2 separate regions of the Mus musculus genome follow, and region 2 is linked to region 1. Evidence: chromatin contacts called from public Hi-C data. All regions are on one chromosome and are shown on one strand. Each heading gives the region's core, a stretch centred on a gene start, on an enhancer-like site or on the middle of the called end of the contact. The rest is flanking DNA. Distances are from core to core; before and after follow the strand shown.

Region 1 (6,609 bases), core at 183-2,682:
ATCTTAATAATTCACTTAACATTTGTTTGTTTGTTTGTTTGTTTGTTTGTTTGTGACTCTCCAGGTTATGCAACCATCACTAACATTCAACTTTAGATTACAATAAATACCATGTCCTTTGGAGGCCACTCCCCAGCCCCATACGCGCCTCTCATAATCAGCTCTTACACTTTTTTTGTAATGTATTTTTCTGTCCTGAATATTGAAATGAAGTAGAATCTCTTCCTTAGCTCTCTGTGTGTGGCTTTTATAATTGAGCATAATGTTCTCACATTTCAACCTCTCCTCGCTTCTGTCAATGAGGGATGGACAGACAACATGAATCTATTCACCAGCCTGACCACGGATGTCCTAATTGTCAGTGCTTGCAAACAATGTTGTGAACATTCGCATACAGCTTTTCCTATGGATATCTATCTTCAGTTCCCTTGTGCGCAGAAGCAGGAGCACTGTGGCTGTGCACTGTAGTAACTGTTTAAGCTCTGAAGGATGCACCAGGCTGTTAGCATCTGCCCCCGCCAGCGATCTCGCCACAGTTTCCTAAAGGAGAGTTTATCTTACAAATGAAGAAAAGTAAACCCCTGTGGAAGTAGAGCCATAAAGAGCTTTATCTATTCCGAGTCACACACCGAAGGGTCCTGGGAACAATATTATCCTTGCCCAGAGATGTTGAGCTCTTAGGCTTGGCCGAAAGAGCACTCTTTCATCCTTACGTCTGAAGTTAGCGGGTTTCGGAATTTGCTTTTCTTTCTTGTCTTGTCTGACTCCATGGAACACAGCCTCTTCATATCTGAGCTGGGTCTGACTTTGAATCCTGACCTGGTTCATCACAAGGACAAAACTTGGTGAGCACTCTTGGCCCCAGGCAAACATACCCCCTCCTGCAGCTGACCTGATTGGCTACTGGTATCCTTTCTAAAAGTGCCGGAAGGCTTAAGTATCTCACTCAGATAATGTGGTCTTTGAGCCAGCACAGAGCGTCAGCCCAGGCCAGGTGCTGAGGAAGCAGGAAGAAGGAAGTAAAATAAGAAACTCTGTGGCCTGTGCCCAGATAGTTCTCCAGGCAACTTGCCAAGGGCAAGTGTCACAGCTGACAAGGGTACCTGTGGGAGTGACTGGAGAGAAATGCATGATGGCTTGGTCAGGGTTTTACTTCTTGGCTCCGTCTTCCAGGGCTTAAGCAATCAGTGAGTTGAGTAATGGGGCCTGTGGACTTCTCACACCACCCCGTGGGACTCTTGTGTTTTGAGCATGTTTCAGCCAGCCTGTGGGGGACAGTCATCTCGCTTGTCCCTTGGAGGCTGGCTTTGGTGTGGTTTCACGCCAAGCCTCTCAACTGTGCCTTTTAAAGTTTCATCACCTCCAACCAGCTGCTCCTCCCTGTCTGTGGTTTACCGTCCGGCAGCCTGTGAGGAGATTAATAATCTCACGGCTAATGAGATCAGGATTCTAACAGAAGCAGAAGCAGGCAGCCCACTCTGAGTAGGCATGGAGAGCGTTCTCTGGTAGGCTGGGTCTGTCAAGTTCTGGAAGTCTAAGAGCTGCCTCCTCTGTGTCTCTCAGGGATAGCAACGACCTGAGAGTCGAAGTTCTAACTACTCTTAGCCCAGTACTAACAAAGCTCTGGTTCTGATACCAGATCAGCCTTTGGGCTTGTTGTTTTCCCTAAAAGAAATGAATTTGTTCAGAAGTGTGTGTGTGTGTGTGTGTGTGTGTGTGTGTGTGTGTGTGTGTGTGTGTGCGCTTAAACCTGGGTCTCCTTAGCCCCAGCTGGGCCCTCAATCTACCTACCCTCCAGTTCACATATAAAACTTAACTGCTAATGTGAAGCAGTGGGTCCAGCATTCTTAGGGTGTGGTGGGGACTTAAAGTAAAGCGTTCCTTGTTGGCCTCAGAGCCTGCCTACCAGGGCTTTGAGGAAGGAGCTTACCCCTCCCACCTTCTTTTGCCCTCTGCCTTTCACCATGTGAGAGTACAGTCAGTCAAGAATGCCCTCCTTGATGCCATGTGCCAGCACCTTGTCTTTAGCAACTCTGCCTTTAGAGCTGTGGGAAATACAGTTTTGTCACTTAACATATTGCTCCATCTGTGACCATGTGTCACAGCCAGACCAGGCCTATACTATTTCAGTATCCATCAGATGTGTCCCACATGCACTCATAGATGTGTCACCATCCATCTCTGGGTGAAGCCCTACAGGCCTACAGACAAACCCCGCCCTCTCGTTCTGCACCGCTGGACTCTCCTGCAGCAGCTTCTTCTGGGCTTGGGAACTGCTGTTCGCAGCCACGGGGCTTTGTTTGCTTGTTGTTTTGTTTTCTTGGATTTTTGTTTGTTTTGATTTTTTAAAAGATTGATTGATTGATTGATTGATTTACTATATGTAAGTACACTGTAGCTGTCTTCAGACATCCCAGAAGAGGGCATCAGATCTCATTTCGGATGGTTGTGAGCCAGCATGTGGTTGCTGGGATTTGAACTCAAGACCTTCAGAAGAGCATTCAGAGCTCTTAACCACTGAGCCATCTCTCCAGCCCTTGATTTTTTTTTTTTTATTCTTAGATAAAAACTGTCCTGTTATACTTCCCATGCTGGCCTCAAATCCACGTTGCCACATCTGCTTCATACATTCTTACTAGGAAAGGAAAGGCAGCAGTCAGCGACCCCCGTATGTGCCTGTGTGTGTGCGGTTTATCTCTTAATTGTGTGAGGTGGGGCTGGAGAGATGGCTGGGAGGTTAAGAGCGCTCACTGCTCTTGTAGAACTCCTTGGTCCAGTCCACATGGTAACTAACTCTCTGTAACTCCAGCTCCTGCAGGTCTGATGCCCCCTCTGACATGCTCGGGCTCTTGCACAGACATGGTGCACATGTATACACCCTGGCACACATGCATGCACGTAAAATACAATGAATAAGTATCTTAAAAATAGTTACAATTGTGAAGTGTGGCTGCTGTAACCTAGAGATCCTTGGGCTTCAGTCCGCCTAAGTGGTGCTCTCTGCTCACAGTCAACTTCACTCCAAACCCCTAGCTTCCTCCTGAATCTGATGCTCTTACCAGACTGCCCTTGTGCAAAAACACCACCAAGACTTAAAGTGTCACTTGTGTTTGCCTCGCTGAAGAAGGCCCTGTCAGGCACATGGGTGAGTCCTTGGACTTTACAAGTTGTGAATAAATGTAACAGGTCATGCCAGGTCACCGTGAGACCAGGGCTAGAAGAACATAAACAGCCTAATTTTAAAGCCTAAACCGGCTGACATGAGCATGGGCATCTTTCCATTTCCATGGGCATTCTATCCAAAACGTATTAGGTTACATTAAGCTCTGTATACACAGGGAAACACATTTTCTGCTAAGTCAATTAACTGGGTCATCTCTCCCAATTATTCCCATAATCGAGCTAATGTGTTCTTAAGAAGACTGAAATAATTGTTTATGAGCTGGTTATTTTGGTCAATGAATAATTGCATTGAGTGGGCATTAAAGGAAATCAAATCAATACCTGACTGTGCACCCAGTCAGTACACACAGAGTCCCCATGGTGGACAGAGCAGAAGTGTTAACCTAAACATTGTCCCGGAGTCTCAGAGCCTGAGGCTCAACCAACTGTTGCGTCTCCCATTCTAGCAGGGGCCATTCCTCCTGGTCATTTGTTATTTCTCAGGATACATTGTATCCCTTGCAACTTTGTACACAGCTGTTCACTTCCGGTCTCCACTCAACTCCAGTATGAGTGGTATTTACTGTCCGATCGGTGTCTGTTTCCTCCGGTGTAAATGCCGTGAGGACATGAATCTTGGATTGGAGACTGTCATGCTCCTCATTCTTTCTCCACATCTGCCAGATGAAAGACGGCGTAGTAGGTGCTCAGCCAATTTCTGTAGACTGAATAATGCCATAAAAGCATGAACGAGTGAGAGAGGAAGACCTTTGCAGAAGGACTGCTGGGTAGCTGGGGATTTCATCTTCACCGTAATGGTGAAAGAAAGACAACAATGCTCTTCCCCACTTTTTATCACACAATGTGAACGGTTTGGTTGGTTTTAGTAAAATCTCAGCCCTGCACTCACCTTAACACAAATCACAAGAACAAAAGCCTGCCACTTTCTCCACCAAAATCTCCCGGCGGTAGTCTTGTCTTTTGTTTTGTCTTCACTAGAAGAGCACCATGAATGGTAATGGAAGTGATTATGAGTACAGCCTACTGAGCCCAGGTTGATACCTACCAAGCACCTGGGGGACCCTCCATACCCCTAGCCAACAGTGCTTCACCCTTTCCCAGGTTCATGGGGGACCCCCAGGGAACCTCCATACCCCTAGCCAATGCTGCTTCACCCTCTCCCAGCCCACAGCCCATTTGGGAACAATCTCCCTTACCGAACAGGTTACCTCATGCCTTCTATGAACCCCTCCTGCTCGTTGCCTCTAATTTTCCTCTCATCCCATCTCCTAATGTTATCCTACAAGCCTGAAAATGGCCTGGGGATTTAGCAAAACGCTGCACTTGTACTTGGATATAGCAACGTGATTCTTGTAAAAATTAAAACGAGGATAAAAGCCATTCAGAGAAGCCTTTTGGAAAGAGGGGAAAACCCCAGAGAATATTTATATGAATGAAGTTTCCCTTCTAACTTGTGCCTGTTAATGGAAGCGCTGGCAGCCACTTAAGAAATGCTAACAGTGAGCTTGGGTCTTGGCACAGCCCCTAGGGATAGGTGAACCTTGAGCAGACAAATAATACATTCCATGATGTCCAGAGAGGGACATCTGAGGGACCACGGAGGGATCATTATCACTTTCTCCTACCCTGGAAAAAAAAAGTGGGTTCTACCTAAAGTGTGACTTTAAAAGATGAGAGAGAAAGAGAGAGAGAGAGAGAGAGAGAGAGAGAGAGAGAGAGAGAGAGAGAGAGAGAGAGAGAGAGAGAGAGATGGCCAGAGCTGGAGAGATGACTCAGTGGTTAAGAGCACTGACTGCTCTTCCAGAGGTCCTGAGTTCAAATCCCAACAACCACATGGTGGCTCACAACCATCTATAATGGGATCCTATGCCCTCTTCTGGTGTGTCTGAAGACAGCTACAGTGTACTCACAGCAAGTAGACCATTTTTCTGTGCAAGAAGGAGAACTTGAGTTTAGATCCAAGCACCTATAGAAAACACAGCTCCATGGTGTGTACCTATCCCAGCACTCAGAGGTAAAGGCAAAGGGATCCCAGCAGCTCGCTGCCCAGTCTAGCTGCTTGGTGAGCTTCAGGTTAAAAGAGACCTGTCTCCAAAGACAAGGTGGAGAGCAGGAGAGGAAGATGGCCAATATTGACATCTGGCTTCCACACAAGTACAGATACACATGCATGTGTATATGTATATCCATACCCACGCTCATGTATATCACAAACACACACACACACAGCTGTCCACACATAAGACACTGAGGGGTCCTGGGTTCTGGTTGGTAAATAAAGCTGCCTGCAGGGGGTGGGGAAGGCAGTCCCAGAGGGCTGCCTGACTGGGTCTAGGGCAGCAAAGATGGAATATAGGTTTTATTAAGTAATAACTCAGGAATATTAGAGGGAGGCAGATTAGTCACGTGGAGATTAGGCAGTGGCCTAGACATGGAGCTGATTAAGGCATATCAAAATATAAAGGCTCTGTGTGTGTGTGTGTGTGTGTGTGTGTGTGTGTGTGTGTGTGTGTGTGTGTGTTTGTGTGTGTGTGCACATATGTGTGTCCTTCATTCGGGAACTACGGAGGGTAGGCAAGGAACACCACCACCACTGAGATAAATTTACTTTAATTGGGCACTACTACTACTACTACTACTACTACTACTACTACACACACACACACACACACACACACACATGCATACATACTCACATACATGATACCCGCCCTCCTGCCAAATGCTTGCCATGTGTTCAGAGATTTTTTTTTCAGTAGATAGGTGGACTGTTTTTCTGAGTATCTTCCCAATTATAAGTTACTAGAGCAGGGCTCCGGGAGGGTGAGCATGGCTGGACACTGGGCTGGGCTGGGTGAGCATGGCTGGACACTGGGCTGGGATGGGTGAGTGTGGCTGGACACAGAAGTCCTAACTCTGGAGATGGAATTTCTGTCTGCATCATCCAGATACCGAGGCTCCAGGGTCAACTTGTCCTTTACTTGCCATATTTGCTTCTCAGTTGCTGTTTTTTGTTTGTTTGTTTGTTTGTTTGTTTGTTTAACAATGACATACATATATACAAATGTATCTTAATTACACTATCTCTCCCCTTTAGCTCTCAAGTGCCCCCTAATACATCTCACTCCCAATTTTATATCCTTATCTATCTACCTATTTGCCTGACTGTCTATCTAACTACTTACCTGTCTATCTGTTTGCTTATCTATCTGTCTGTCTGTCTGCCTGCCTGCCTGCCTGCGTGCCTGCCTGCCTGCCTGCCTGTCTATCTAACTACTTACCTGTCTGTTTGCTTATCTGTCTGTCTGTCTGTCTATCTAACTATTTACTTGCATGTCTATCTATTTGCATATCTATCTATCTATCTATCTATCTATCTATCTATCTATCTATCTATCTATCTATCTACTGATCATCTATTTTTAT
Region 2 (6,618 bases), core at 1,069-3,568, 120 kb after region 1:
CTACTCTTCCACTACCCACATCTTGGCTTACAATTGCTTAAAACTCTTGTTCCAGGGAACCCAAAGCCCTCTTCTGGCCTCTGCAGGCATTGCATGTGCCTAGTGCACATTCATAAGTGTAGACAAACACTCATTCACATAAAATGAAAATAATAAATCTTTTAAAAAAATACTCAAGTGAACTAAGAATCCTCAAATGTCACAGGAAGCTAGTAGCTGTTTCATGTGAATAAGAATTAGCCCATGTTTCTGTTTTATAGAATAGAATATTATTTTTAGCAAGGGGCATCAATGGCAAAAGAAATAGAAGAAAGGTAGATCTTTTAGTGGGGAAATGGCATGCTAGTGGTCAGCTAAGACATGAAATAGCTCTTATTATCATATCTTTTAAACCATGTGTATATTCCATAATCAGAAAATTCACAGACTAATTTCTGTGTGCACAATGACATCTTCATATCTATTATCTGGACTTGGGAGTTCAAAATGGTAGAAAGCTTTGGAATGCTTCATGTGCAAACACTTTCCCTTCATGGTATCTGGCTGCAACAGTGGAGATAGTAAATGAGTTTTTAATAAATTATTTATTTTATGTGTATACATGTTTACCTGCATGTATATTTGTGCACCATGTGGGTACAGGGTGTGTGGAGGCTAGAAGAGGGTCTCAGATCCACTGGAATTAGATGGTTGTGAGCTGCCATGGTGGGAGGGTGCTGTGCACCAAATCCAGGTCCTCTGCAAGAACAGCCAATGCTCTTAATCACTGAGGAAAAACTTCAGCCGCCCCAAAAATGTTTGGAAGCTGGCTTCAGGACAGCGGCAGTGATCAGGAGTGCAGCTGAGTGAGATTTGTGTTTGCGCTGCTTTTGCAACAGACATCGAGAAGTAGGGAGGAGGGGGGAGAGGGAGGAGAGAGATGGGGGAGAGGGGAAAAGAAAGAAGGGGGAGAGGGAGGAGAGAAATGTGAAGAGAGGGAAGAGGGGGAAAAGGGAGGAGAGAGATGAGGAGGAGAAAGGGAAGTTGGGGGAGAAGGAAGAGAGAGATGAGGGGGAGAGGGGGAGAGAGGGAGAGGGAAGAGGGGGGAGAGAGGGGAGAGATATGGGAGAGAGAAGAGAGATATAAGGGGGAGATGGAAAAGAGAAGCAGGGAAGAGAGAAGAGGGAGGGAAGAGTGAAAGAGTGAAAGAGAGGGAGAGACAGAGAGAGAACTAGAGGAAGATAGAGAAGAGAAAGAGAATGTGTCCCTGTGTTGGAGAGAGAGATTATGTGGCTATGTTTGCATGTTTGTATGTCTATGTGTATATGAATGTGTGCGTGTTTCTGTCTGTGTACCTCTGTGTGACTATGTATACTTATCTTTGTGTCTGTGTGTATGTATGTGTATATGTGTGTGTGTCTGTAGCTGTATGCTTGTGTTTGTGTGTCTATGCATATATGTGTATGTGTGTGTGCGTACATGAATAGATGTATGCTTATGTGTGTATGGATGTGTATGTGTGTGTGGGTGGATATGCGTATGTCTATGCATGTATTTGCATATGTGAATGTGTGTGGATGGATGTGTGTGTGTGTGTAGATGGACTTTGGGGGGATGGATGTGAGTGTATGTGTGTGTATGGGTGTGTATGGATGTGTGTGTATATGAGGGGGTATGTGGGGGGTGTGTGGGGAGATATGTGTGGATGGATGCGTGTGTGTTTCTGTCTGTGTACCTCTGTATGACTGTGTATACTTATCTTTGTGTCTGTGTGTATGTATGTGTATATGTGTGTGTATGTGTGTGTAGCTGTTATGCCTGTGTTTGTGTGTCTATGCATGTATGTGTATGTGTGTGTATGGACATTAGGGGGATGGATGTAAGTGTGTGTGTGTGTGTGTGTATGAGTATGTGTGTGTGGGTGTGTGTGTGTATGTAGGGGGGTGTCTGGGGAGATATGTGTGGATGGATGGATGTGTTTTCCCTGACTTTAGAGTGAGTCTGTGTTTGTCATCTGTGTACAGTTCCGGGTGCATCTCATTCTGTCCCCTAATCTTCATGACATAAAACAGTTTCAGTGTGAGGACCTCAAACAACCTCTCCTGTGTCTTAAGAAAAGATCTCAAAGCAGACAGAGCACGGCACTGTGGGGTCTGCAGATGGCTCGTAAAACACAAAGCAGGTCACTAACATGTAGCCAGCAGCCAACAGAAAATCAGCTTGCGGTTGGATGTCTCCCAGCTCTTTAAGGAAACAGCAAGAGCCTCTATTGCTGCTCTCATTTCTTTATTGACTCCGTGGTGAGGAGTTAGAAAACCCTCAGTGTTTACTGCATCTATAAATGCTGGAATCAGCCCAGATAATGTAAAGGAAAGGAACGCCAAGCCCGGTTTCCTTTCATACTGCATGACACCATTCAAAGCTCTGTTCCACTGAATTTGAAAATTACTCTGTGGACAAAATTTATAGAGGGGATGGTTTGTTTCAGAGGAGGCTCAAAGGTCTTAAAGTAATCATGAGAGCATTGTGTTTTTTAAGTTTGAGTGTGTCTCTGTTTAAAATCTTGTAAACCGTGTTTTTCAGTCAAGTTTCCTTTATAAGACAAATGTTTTGCTGCTACAGCAAACCTCATCCCGGAATAATTCCTCTCAGGTTTGCACCAGGACGCAGCCTTGCAGAACAGAACCATCTGCACGCAGATGGAAGAGGACCGCTCTTGCCTCTCTCTACAAGGCGGCTCATGGTTCTTCCCTAAGGCAACGCCTCCTGTGGCTCCTTCAACCAGTCACTCTGTCATGGCGAGGTCCTCGCTCCCGGGCTCCGTTATTAGTCACATCCTAGGAGTCTTCATCTTTCCATAAAGTTCAATCTCCCCTAAGATGGCCTGTGCCCAACAGGCTCGGCCCAGCTTCAGGGTGGGAGTCACATTTCCTCCTCCTGAGCAGTAAATGTCTTTAGTTCCTTAAGTGGCTTTGGGGGCCGTTTCAATGTTAGGCTCCTATAGAACACCCACGTGGTAGCGCTCAACTAGGCACAACTCTTTTTCCAGTGGATCTGCTGCCCTCTTCTGGCCTCCTTAGGCACTGCATGCATGTGACGCACATACACATAAAAGAGCTAAATCTAAATAACAAAGCTCCTCACAGCATAGATTCCCAGAGTAAAGAGACACAGCCTTGAAGGAGGGGGCGGGGGGGGGGGGATCTTTGTCAGCTGCACAGAAGATAATCACATGTCCAGGGATTAATGCCCAATGGAAAGTGGAACTCAAAAAAAAAAAAAATCAATAATCCAGCCAATAAACCTGCAAATGAACTGAACTGACACTTTTCAAATGAAGCACTGATGGTCAATACATACACAGGAAAAAAAAAAAAACCTTTAATATTCTTATCCTTCTGGGAAGTGCGAATCAAAATTGTTTTGCTATTTGACTTCACTCTAGTCATAATGGCTATCGTTAAGAAAAATTAATAAATGTTGGCAAGAATATGGGGCAAAGTGGGCCCTTAAACATTGTTGCTTGGCTATGGAAGTTAGTACGGAGGCTACTCAAAAGAAAAAAATTAAAACAGTACTATGTCCCAGAGATACCACTTCTGGGTCCAAATTCCCAAGGAATCTAAGTCAGTTTACTATACTCCCTGCACACCCTCGTTTACTGCGCCCCTTTCTGAGATAGCCTCATACCTGCATACCAATGCTTACTGCGTGTGGTCCTGTTCACAACAGCCAAGTTATCAGCCTAGGGGCCCTACAGTGGTTATGGTTGGGCCTTTGTGGTTAAAGATATGTGCAACTAAGTTACACTTGACCATAAAGAATCTAGCCATGTCATTTGCAAGAAAATAGATGAGCTGGGCAGTTAGAGCAAACTAAACATAAGTATCTTGGACAACTGTCTCATGGTTCCTCTCCCACATGCAGAATTTGGGGGTGTTGAAAATAAAAGGGGAACAACTGGTGGTGTGGGGGGATGAGAAGGGGAATAGGAAGGAGGAGTAAATATGGCCCAGGTGCACACATCATAGCAAATGTATCAAGAAAGCCCTGGCTACAAGTTAATACACACTAGCAAAAATCTGTAGCCTAGAGATGAGAACCCTGGCTTCTTACTGACAATTAGGATCCAGACTTCTCATTGTTCCACCAATAAATTTGCAGCATGTTTTAGTCCACAGAGCAGATCATGCCTTGGTCACATGCTCAGTATGTTTTTAACTCATTAAATATTATACTTCATAATTTCCTTTTCATCCTGGGGAATAACAAAGTATTAGGGGGGTAGTTTGGATCATCTTTGCTCTCAAGTGCCTCCCACAAACAGGAAAAGATTCTCATTACTAAATCAATAGTAATTACAGTCTTTGGTGCCTTGTACTTAGAGTATATAATGGTCTCACCAACATGGAAGCTAGATCTCTCTCTCTCTCTCTCTCTCCCTCTCCCTCTCCCTCTCCCTCTCCCTCTCCCTCTCCCTCTTCCTCTCTCTCTTCTCTTTCCCTCCCCCTCTGTCACGTCTGCATCTTCTCAATGCCCTACACCCCCATCCCAAGGCCATGTCCATGGAAGTCCATGTTCTTCTCCTTATCTCAACCACTTCCCCTGTCCCAGCAACTCAGAGATACCGCTGTGCTTTCCCATTTGCCTCTGTCACGGCTCTGTGACAGCCACAGTGGCATGGTGTCCCCAGGGATGCCTTCTAGGCATTCCTTCTGTTCAAGTAACTCCCTTCTGGTCTCAAGAGGGAGTTTTAAGGGCTGGGGATAAGACTCAATGTTTGTGATGGTTAATATGGGCAATAAGACAGGATCTAGAATCATCCAAGAGCCCTGCCTCTGGGCATGGTCATGATGAATTAGCTAGATTAAGTTATTCTCTGAGAATGCTTATGGGAGGTTATCTAGGTTGGGTTGACTGAAATGGAAAAACCCACTTTACTTGTGCCTGGCCTGATTCCTTTGGCTGGGGTCCTGTGTAACTTTAATTCTGTTTGTTTGTTTGTTTGTTTGTTTGTTTGTTTTTCGAGACAGGGTTTCTCTGTGTAGTCCTGGCTGTCCTGGAACTCACTCTGTAGACCAGGCTGGAATGATGGTTCTTAAACACTTGATCCACTCGCAAACACCTTGTGGATACACCAGGAGTCCAGTTCGGTAGAGTTGTGTTAGCAACAGCGGTGACATGACCTAGCAGAGACAGCCAGGCCTCAGCCTAGGCTCCTCAAGTCAGCAGGAGGGACCATCAGGAACACCAGAAATTCTCAGCTGTGCCTCTCTCAGGGAAGCAAAGATCAGCGAAGATGTGAGACCCACAAGCATTGTACAGTTAGCTGTACCAGCAAGCCAAGCTCAGTCACTCTGCAGAATCCTATTTGTACCCTCCAAACATCCACTGTTGTAACACCCGAATTATTAGAGAGAGACTTCAGTGTTGTGTACAGTTTACCTCTGCATTCCCTGCCCCCAACCCCCACCAGAAGCTCCCATCCTCCCTCCAGCCTGAGGCAAGCATGATGTGCAAAAAGCTGATTTCTGGCTGTGTCCTCCTGCAACAGCCTGGGGCTCCCTCCCCCTCCCCTAGCATTAGAATGGCACTACCCATAAAACTCCCTCTTCATGAGGATATTCTGAGGAGACATCCTCCCCGCCTTTGTATCTCCAAAAACCAACACTCCTGCTGAGGAGCTGCAGAACTCCGGGTGCCTGTCCTTGAGACCTTAGAGAAATAACAAGCTCAAGGGAGACCATGGGGGAAAAGGTAAACAGAGGTCAGTTCACAAACAGTTATGCCTGGTCATAAAATTAGTCCCTGAACAGACACCCATTAACCCTGCCCCCTCCCACTCTGGTACTATTCCACCAAATGATTACAGCCCTCTACTCCCATTTTCTGTGAACATTTACACTATTCCTAGCTATACTGTATATAAACCCAATGTTTTCTGGATTCAGGGTCGCTTGCCAGCATTCACATGGTGAGTGCAAGGTGGGCGAACCGAGTTTGAACTTGAAACAATAAAAGACTCTTTTGCGAGTTGCAGCGGACTTTGCAATTCTTAGGCTCGTCTGGGTTTCCTGTGGACTCAGGGCACACAACACCATGTGGTGCCTTGCCTCAACATGTGTCTTGCCTCACTCAGCGCATGCATCCAATCAGCCCGAGTCCTTGGAAGCAGCAACAAACTGCAGCACACCACCAGAAGTTTTTAATGCATGTCTCTGTATGTCATCCAAACAAATGCAGCTCAACTATGCAGGGTAAGGCAGACATATACATGTGTGTCCTTACCAAAGACTCCATCATCACGTGTCCTCTCACGTTCTTGCCTTAGCAGAGCATCCTCTCTCCTACGTCTGCTTCAGCAAAATGTTCTTTCACATGTTTGCCCAGCAAAACACCACCCAACCAGCTTCCCAGAGAACTCTTAAAGTTTCCACTTCAGTCCTGGACTAAAGGCAAATGACAAACAGCTTTGCTTTCTGACTGTGGACTGCACTCTTGAACTGTTAGCAAAACGGACCTCTCCTTAAGTTACTCCTATGGACTACTTTGTCCCAGTTGTACATAAAATAATTACTACAGTGGTAAGGTGTGGTGGGCACCTAGCATGTGTGAGGGTCCATCTGAGTAAGGGAGAGA

What was found. Hi-C and Micro-C count contacts between places; a contact is called where the count stands out from the background.
Region 2: a Hi-C map of uterus shows a contact between it and region 1, with 3 times the contacts expected there. The contact joins two enhancer-like sites. A contact is called at or near these places in 7 of 484 Hi-C or Micro-C datasets (cerebral cortex, embryonic stem cells, forebrain and 2 more).

Annotation. Positions count from the first base shown.
Region 1 is chr13:59,227,244-59,233,852 of GRCm38.p6, forward strand. No RefSeq gene overlaps it. Among named protein-coding and RNA genes, the nearest start is that of Gm34558, 14 kb to the left of the region's middle. Within about 2 kb of position 1,433, at least 92 of the 459 cell types and tissues checked have an H3K27ac peak or open chromatin away from gene starts, as enhancers often do. A contact at or near this core is called in uterus, where this site is marked.
Region 2 is chr13:59,348,628-59,355,245 of GRCm38.p6, forward strand. No RefSeq gene overlaps it. Among named protein-coding and RNA genes, the nearest start is that of Gm34721, 56 kb to the right of the region's middle. Within about 2 kb of position 2,319, at least 10 of the 459 cell types and tissues checked have an H3K27ac peak or open chromatin away from gene starts, as enhancers often do. A contact at or near this core is called in uterus, where this site is marked.